Linked DNA regions of Rattus norvegicus: region 2 is linked to region 1. A link is a contact called in public Hi-C data. All regions are on one chromosome and are shown on one strand. Each heading gives the region's core, a stretch centred on a gene start, on an enhancer-like site or on the middle of the called end of the contact. The rest is flanking DNA. Distances are from core to core; before and after follow the strand shown.

The links. Hi-C and Micro-C count contacts between places; a contact is called where the count stands out from the background.
Region 2: a contact with region 1 is called in a Hi-C map of the Rat2 cell line, with 5 times the contacts expected there. The contact joins two enhancer-like sites. A contact is called at or near these places in 5 of 12 Hi-C or Micro-C datasets (the A7r5 cell line, the Rat2 cell line, Schwann cells and 2 more).

Annotation. Positions count from the first base shown.
Region 1 is chr17:69,612,095-69,616,617 of GRCr8, forward strand. No RefSeq gene overlaps it. Among named protein-coding and RNA genes, the nearest start is that of Klf6, 160 kb to the left of the region's middle. Within about 2 kb of position 2,092, at least 29 of the 93 cell types and tissues checked have an H3K27ac peak or open chromatin away from gene starts, as enhancers often do.
Region 2 is chr17:70,471,760-70,476,002 of GRCr8, forward strand. The region is part of intron 2 of LOC120097919 (a long non-coding RNA gene); the gene reads right to left. Among named protein-coding and RNA genes, the nearest start is that of Akr1e2, 170 kb to the right of the region's middle. Within about 2 kb of position 1,827, at least 4 of the 93 cell types and tissues checked have an H3K27ac peak or open chromatin away from gene starts, as enhancers often do.

The DNA of each region.
Region 1 (4,523 bases), core at 842-3,341:
GCCCGTAGCTTAGGGGAACAAATCACAGACTGCATCCTGCAGGCTACTTCCAGATGCCATGCTCTAGCCTTTGATGTTCTACAGACCTTGCTTCGCTTTTGCTCAACTTTACATTCTTAGAGTTCAGCTTCAAATGGACACCCTCACCATATCAGCACTGAAGCAGGCAGAATTATTTGTGGTTTTAAAATGTTTAGTTGGGAAGCACACTGCCTTAGAAGTAGTCAAATTACTAGTGTTGTCTAATAATGATTTCCAAAAATTTCTTCATTAAGCAAATTGAGGACTATTTATGCATTTGTCTGTCTTTCAGTTTGTCTGCCTATTATCTATCATCTACTTGCCTATCAAACATCTATTATCTACCCTCTCTTTACTCTCTACCAGTCACCTATCTACCAAGCATTTATTCTCTATCTTTTATTATATATCTATTTATCATCATTGTTTCTCATCTATTTACCAATCATTTTATTATGTACCAATCATCTGTCAACTATTATCTACTGATTAATCAATAGATCTATCCTCACATCTATCAACATATATTGATAAATTGATCTATCATTTATCAGTTTTTACTCATCATCAATCAGTGCATTCATATTTATATGTTCATATTGATTTGTATGAAAATGATATAACAAAAGAGCATTTTAAAACAACGTATTTATTTATGATTGGTGTAAGTTTCCTTTTAGTCTCTAACCACTTCTCCAAAGTCTGCCAAAATTAAAAGCCAAGAGGCAAAGAACATAGCTTGGTTGGTAGAGTACTTGCCTAGCATGCATACAGTCCTGAGTTCAAACCCTAGGACTCTAGAAAGCCAAGCATTGTGGCACAGACCTGATTCTAGTAGTTGGAAGAATCAGACATTCAAGGTGATCCTAGACTATCAAGTTCAAAGGGCCATGTAAGACCCCTTTAAAATAATAAAAACAAATCACACAAAACCAACAAAAACCTTAAACAAAGCCAAATCAAGGACCCCTCTCTTAGTGTGCAGACACTTGCAATTTCATAGCATCAGTGTGTGACTAAGGATGTTATATCCTAGCTTCTCATGTTGACTATTCCTTTGACAGATGCCTGCTGAAGCTCTGGAAAATATCAGGCAGAGTGCTAGGAATTGAGAATCAAAAAAAAAAAAAATCTATTCAGGTTCTTGAAGAAGCCACATGATTAGTCAGTTGAGGTAAAATATATGTCTTTCAAATATAATAAGAACTAATTGCCAGTTCTGAGAATACTGAAGGCTGCCTAGGCCACTTTCCAAGAAGCCTGTTATCTGATGAGCATGTTTCTTCTCTGGTCTCTGGTGTCCAGACCACATTCTCTAGGGCTTTTTCTTCACAGACAGTAACAGTCTCCAAGGGATTATCCTGTGTGTATATTTGTGCTTTTCAGTGTCGGCAAAGGCACTCTGTGGCTCTGTGATGTAAACATTTATCTGCAGACCATGTGATTTGCTATCCTCAGAGCCACAACATCGTCATGGCAACAGTTTTGATAGTAGGGTAAATAGACTGATTTATAGACTCTGTCTGAAGTAGCGCACACCAGGAACATGTATCATATTCTAGACCCAGTTGTAGATGAAGTTGACCTAGGTAGTTCCAGGGAGCCAAACATTTGAAACGAGTCCCTGAAAAGCTCGAATCGGCATTGGAGTATACTGATTAGATGCCTTGGATTATGTCTACGGTCTTTCAATCAGGTTAATTTTCTCATCGACTGGCACAATTCTATTTCTCTGCCTGGTGTGGCTAAGATGTAGAAGGGAGGGTTTGGGGATTTAGCTCAGTGGTAGAGCGCTTGCCTAGCAAGCACAAGGCCCTGGGTTCGGTCCCCAGCTCTGAAAAAAAAGAAAAAAAAATGTAGAAGGTAGCATACATTTTTGGCCACCAGATGTAACTGCCCCTGACTTGAGCAGTTAACAATAGCTCAAACCTCCTTTGAAAAGAGCAAACAAAACAAGCTTAGGAAAACCCTTTCTTGCCTGAAGAGCACGTGTTCCAGAACGCGAGCTGTGGCAGACAAGCTACATTCTTCTGCAGTTGACATTCTTTCCCCACTGACTTATTTTTACTTTCTGTTTGAGTTGGCTTGCTTTTAATTTTTCCCTAAACTGGTCTCTCAGTGCTTCCTCCCTGGTAGGGTTTCCAGAGTGAAAGTCCTTTCTGCCCACTCTTCCGTAGAACTCAATGCGGACTCTTGTCCAGAGTCACTTGACGTCAAGGCTGACTTTTAAGTTTGCCAGAAAGACGTTCTTTAGGGAACAGTTGACACCATCACTTTCTCTCTTTAGAATACAGCCACAGGCTGCCGATGTTTACAGTTTACAAACTGCGTTTCTAAACAATTTAATAAGAGGGGAGACAAGGGGAGGCTTTGAACACTGACAACTATTTTAAAAGACCTATAACATCAACATGTGTTAATTCATGACTCGCTCCCCCTCCTTCTCTCCTCGAGTTTTAAAATGCTTTAAACACCATTGTTTTCAGAACACATCATTTGTTCCTATCCTCCCGAGATCATTCTATATTCTTTTCTTTGAGTGCTTGATTGAGGTGCCTTCTAGATCTTAATAAAAATCTACTGGAAAGCTTGCATTTTGCTTATTTATAATCTTGAGTCTGTAGAAATTTCTAAATGTTTGTAGTCATTTAACAATAACTTTCTTGGCTCTGCTCTCTGATATAAAAAATGATTCTTGAAACATTCTCTCTTGCCTTTCTATTTAATCCATCCCATGCCACCTTCCCCCCCCCCTTCATTTTTTTTAACAGCCTGTCACTGCGTATTTGTTTACCAAATGTTACTTTTCTTGGATCAAATCTATTTTTGAGGCATGCAAAAGCCAGCAACTGTTTGATGCTGTCAGGCCTCGGTCTTATTTATGCATGAATAACATAAATAGCTGGAAAATGACCCTAGCCTGTTTTTCTCAGATTCAGAAAGAAAAAAGTGCTTCCGGGCAATGTTTATGCCAAACTCCTCCTGCCCAACTTCCCAGGTTTGGTGCCAACTGGTGTTTGCAGCCAAGTTGTAAACCTTTGGTAAACATGACCCGTAAGGAAAAGGCCAAGACAACCTGAGCTGGGGCACCAGGGGATGGGAGTAAGTTTACTCTACGAACAAAATTCTAACAGGAACAGAAGGGGAAAATCAGCCAACTATGAAGTGCTCTCTCCACCCTCTGTAACATGGAGGAAACACAAATGATGGGTTTGACTGCTAACATCCCATTAACCCCACTTAGGCATCTTATTGGTTTCCTTTGCACTGCTTCAGAGAAGCCCAGTGCTAAATTTAAAGGACCAGCTTTTGTGTGGCCCAGTGGTTTGTTGTTTGTTTGTTTGTTTTTGTTTCTGAATGGAAACTCTAAGGAGGAGAGGAGAGAAGAGCCTTCACATTTCAGATCCCATGGTCTGGGTATAAGTACTGGCCAGAGAGCTTATGAAAGAATCAATAGGCTCTCTTAAAATAAATTCAAAGATACCCATCCATGCCTACATTTTCTTTGAGTATGCTGTGCTCTGCTGCATGTTGTTTATAAATCCCAAAGGAGAATATTTCTTTATTATTATTATTATTAGCTATTATCATTACTATTCTCTCATATATTTCATCCTGATTCAAGTTTCCCCTCCCTCCTCTCCTTCCAATCTTCCTTTCCTTCCCCTCTTTCAGATCTACTTCTCCATTTCCCTTTAGAAGAGGGCACCCCTCCCAGGAATTTCAACCAAAATGATGACATATTCAGTTGCTATAAGGTGAGGCACCATTTTCCTTGTTAGGATTCTATTTATTCTCTGTGTGTGTGTGTGTGTGTGTGTGTGTGTGTGTGTGTGTACACATGTGTGTGTGTGTAGTGTGTGGTGTGTATGTGTATATATGTGTGTATGTGTGTCTGTGTGTACATGTGTTTATGGGTGAGAGTGCCATGTGTATGTGTGTGTATATATATATATATATATGTGTGTGTGTGTGTGTGTGTGTGTGTGTACACATGTGTGTGTGTGTGTAGTGTGTGGTGTGTATGTGTATATATGTGTGTATGTGTGTGTGGTATGTGTGTCTGTGTGTACATGTGTTTATGGGTGAGAGTGCCATGTGTATGTGTGTATATATATATGTATATATATATATATATATATATAGGTGTGTGTGTGCGTGTGTGTGTGTGTGTGTGTGTGTGTGTGTGCGTGTGTGTTTGGATGTTTGCACACATTTGTGCCAGTACATTTGCCCATGTAAGCATGTGGAGATTAGGTGTGTAGAAGGCTGTGTTCCCTCATCATGTTCCCCTTACTCTTTGGAGACAGATCTTTCACTGGACCTGGAAGCAGACGTTCCTAGTGCAGCAGCCACTGTGCTTGAGTTTTTATGTGAATTCTGGATATCTAATTCCGGTCTTCATGCTTGAGGGAAGTACTCTACTCACTGATTGCTTCATTGCCTCGGAACCTTGTTTATGATTCTGTATAAGTAGTTTTTCCCTTGGAGTGAGGCCCAGG
Region 2 (4,243 bases), core at 577-3,076, 860 kb after region 1:
TCTGTGTGCATCTTCATATTCGTGTGTGACGGATGGATATAGAGGTCAGATACCTATGTAATGCGTCTTCCTCAGTCCCCCTCAATTCTTTCTATATTTTGGAGACAGTGTCTCTCTCGTGAATCTGGAGTTTACCCATTCATTCAGGTTTACTTGCTGGAGAGCTAAAGGGACACATCGAAACACCTACACCCAACCCTGGGTTTATAGATGCTATCACTGTGCTGAGATCTTAATATAGGAGCTGAGGGTCTTCATGCTTCCAAAGCAGGCACTTTAGATACCAAGCCACCTTTCTAATCCTTCAAGGCATCTTTTTATAGTTAACCACAAGCAGCATTTGAATTGGGAAAATTTAGTACCATTTTTTTTACTATTGCTATCGTTGTTGTTAATTTAACCTGATTGTGATATTGTGTGAATCAGGAAGCCCTGGTGCATGATGGGAGATGTCAGATTCTATCACCTACTAGCTGATTTTCAGTGGCACCTGTGCAGCTTCTCCATAAATTGTAAATGAATGTTTTCTTTGCCAAACCGCTGCAGCAGGAAGGCAGGAAGCAAAAACACATTCAGATTCTTGCTGTCACTGAGTATTCTAGGAATGAAATATTAGGTGGCCGTAGGAGAAATACAACTTGTAGAAGGGACATCGTGACACATGCATTATCAACTCCTCTAACACTCTCATCGCTCTCCCAACACAGAAATAATGGAGGTCAGCAACACGCCTTCCTCCACAGCAAGCTTAATGCTGGAGGGGTAAGTACAGTGCAGCAAGTGACCTCTGGAGAGACATTTGTTGGATGTTTGTGATTTTGTGCAAGGCCGAGGAGTGCCCTTTGGTTAATCTTTGCATGATTTTGGCATGTGTCATCTGAAGTATAGGCGTGATCTCGATTTTGACTCTGCAGATTGAAAGAGATTAACTTCCTCACAAAACATCTATTTCATGGGTGAGATGCGGTCTGATTACTATTCCATGGGGCTTCCTGTGGCCCAAATACACTGTGTAACCAAAAAGCTGAATTTCACTCAGGCTTTCATTTTTATCTTTCATCCTTTTCTGTTCTTTTAATATCATCCTAGACCACAACTGACATGAACATCGTTGAGAATTTCTTGTGTGATAATGAATATCTACTTTATTCTATGATCACGAATATAAAGTAATAGTTAGGGGTGTTCGACAAGAGCCTTCTCAATTCACTGAAGTTTTATAATCGATAAAACTGGGGAGTCATGACTGTTTATGTATGTTTCCCTTCAACATGAATATCTCTCAGCACACTCATCTTCACCACCAAGGATGCTGCTAGAATGTTCCCACGTATGTGTTGCTGAGACATACAGAAAGGGGTAGAGATGGGTTCTCCTAGCCATCTCTTCACTTTTTATGAGGGGTGGGGGTACATTGTGAGAAATCCAGAAATCTTGCCATAAGAATGATCTTTGGGTGACCCTAGAGTAGCTAGGTAAGTGAACTCTCTAATTTCTCTTATGCATGCACTTTCCCTAATCCTCATATTCCTTCTACGTTGGTGGTGATTCTTTTTTTTTTTAATTTATTTATTATATATAAGCACACTGCAGCTATCTTCAGACACACCAGAAGAGGGCATCAGATCTCATTACAGATGGTTGTAGGCCACCATGTGGTTGATGGGATTTGAACTCAGGACCTCTGGAAGAGCAGTCAGTGCTCGTAACCACTCAGCCGTCTCTCCAGCCCCACTGGTGATTCTTTTAGCTCCATTACTCCAGCTTCCTAGGTCTAGACTTCCAATTCCATAGTTATGTAGATTAGTAGCCAAGAGAGTCAAGTGGACTGAAAGACTGATGCAGTCACCTGAGTTCACACACCCATATGTGCAATTTTAAAGTCTGTCTTTGGGATCCTACAAAGACTCCCTGCTTCCTGAGGGCAGGAAATGAAAAACGACTATTCTCATCAACTTCTATCAATTTCTTTAGGAATTATATGAGACAGTGAACACAAACCCAGAGCAGAAAGTTTCCTCAGCACTTAGGAGGAGGAAGAAAGGTGGAAAAGAAGGTTGAAGCCACCAAAAGGAGACACGCTGTGCCTTCGACTTTATTTCTTATAGATAGAGGACTTCAAACACACTCACTGGATTTTATTACTGAAATTTGCAAAGTGTGCATGCCATCCTTCAGTCAAGGTGACTTCATAACTGACAAAACAGACAAGATACAAAATCTGTGTATTGGCTTTCTACAATATTAACACTATAAACAGTGAAACACCACCCATTTCTATAGGGCAACAAATGATTGTTTCCACACAGATGGTAATAAGGAAATTTATGAAGAAGACTATTGTAGGAAGTAAACACAGAAACAATGAAAACAGTCTCTGCCACACCCCTGAAGCTGACTACAGCTGCAGGGCAGGGCCTACAGACAATGGCATCGTAATGTCTTCTCTTTTCTGCACCCATTCATTTACAGCTAATAATTAAAAGATTAGGAACTCCATGTCTTCCCACCATGAGGTAGAAAGTCTTGCAGGCCACACCCTGATGACTATGGGCTTCCCACATAGTGAGTCATTTACAGAATTCAGGACTCAAAATCTGCCAAAGGAATGGAGAAGCATTAAGAAGGTGTTTCTTGTGAGCCTACTACAAATACTTGTTTTGAATTTAAGTTAAATGTTAGAGAAATTTATCATGTCCTTTTGTCAGTTTTGTTAAACTATGACACAGAGAAGGTTGGGAGGTTTCTAGAGATGAGGAAATAGATAGATTCTCCAGAATGATGTATTCAAGAACATTATGAATCACAGTGATATTTTATCAATACTATCAAACTTGCAACTGAATTACTAGAGAAGTATAAAGTTTTTAATCTGATTGTTGTGATGAATAAATGATGACTATTGAAGTAGATATGTTTAATTTGATCAAATTGTACACAAGGCATATATTCACTGAACAACATATAACATTCATATAGATGGTTCTTGAGATATACATTAGTTAAAATAAATGTAATTTAATATGGTTAATGATACATATTAACATGATAGATAGGAAGATAGAGATAGAACGAAAAAAAGACAGACAGACAGACAGATAAATGATAATCAGTGAGCAGACAGGAAGGAAAACATAGATGGTAGATAAACAATTGAAAGAGAGACTAGACATCTTGATAGATGTTAGATAAGCTTGTGAGTGGGCATTAAAAAGATCACAGATTGATATACAGTACATGTGTTATTGATAGATCAATGATTTCTGGATACAGACATACATACATTCATACATACACACATCCATACATGCATACACACATACATGCATACATGCATACATGCATACATGCACACATACCTGTATACAAAATGCATGCATACATACATGCATACACGCATGCATACATACATATATGCATGCATTACATATGCACATACACACATACATACATACATATGTGTCTATTGACAGAAGATAGCAACCAGAGATAGAGAATAGAAAGTTGGAAGTAGTAAATATGCCTGAGAGCAATTTTGGAGCCTTAAGTTTATATCAGGTGCTTGGGCTGCTCTTAGCCGTCTTCCCTGTGCTGTAGAGGATATGACATTCTCCTCGGCATAGCAAGCCTGTGTCACTCTTGAGACTAACCATCTTATTTAATACTCAGAGAGAAACATTGATACCATCATTTCCTTCATTCATTGCTCTCTCGCAACCTTTGGCGCTAGGAATTATCTTTCTTTAGTTCAGAATATTCAATTTACTCTCCAGTATTCTCCAAGGCTAGAGTTTACTCAGATGCAAACTTTCAATTATAAAGCAACTTTACTTCCATTTAGACTGCTCTGTCTCCTCAGAAATGCTTAAAGTTTCAGGTACAATCATCTGCGTAGCAAAAAGAATCATTTTTTTAAATGTCACTTTAGTTTCATTTCTATTTTTAATAAAACATCATTATAGAAAACTTTAAACAAACATAATTTAATTCTTTCCATTATCATGAAAACTTTAATGTGCAGGAAGGGCATTCCATTCTTAGAGAGGCTTATTTAAATTGGTGGTCAAACAAGACTCTTCTAATAAAAAAATGTGAAAGATACAGAAATATAAGAACAGTATGGTCAAATTTAAAACTATGTGGCAATACCATCGTCTCTTCTATTAGGGTACTGCATGTTTTATTATTTTCAAGACTTATTCCATTTTTAGCATGTAAATGTGTATGTGTGTTGAGTGTGTTG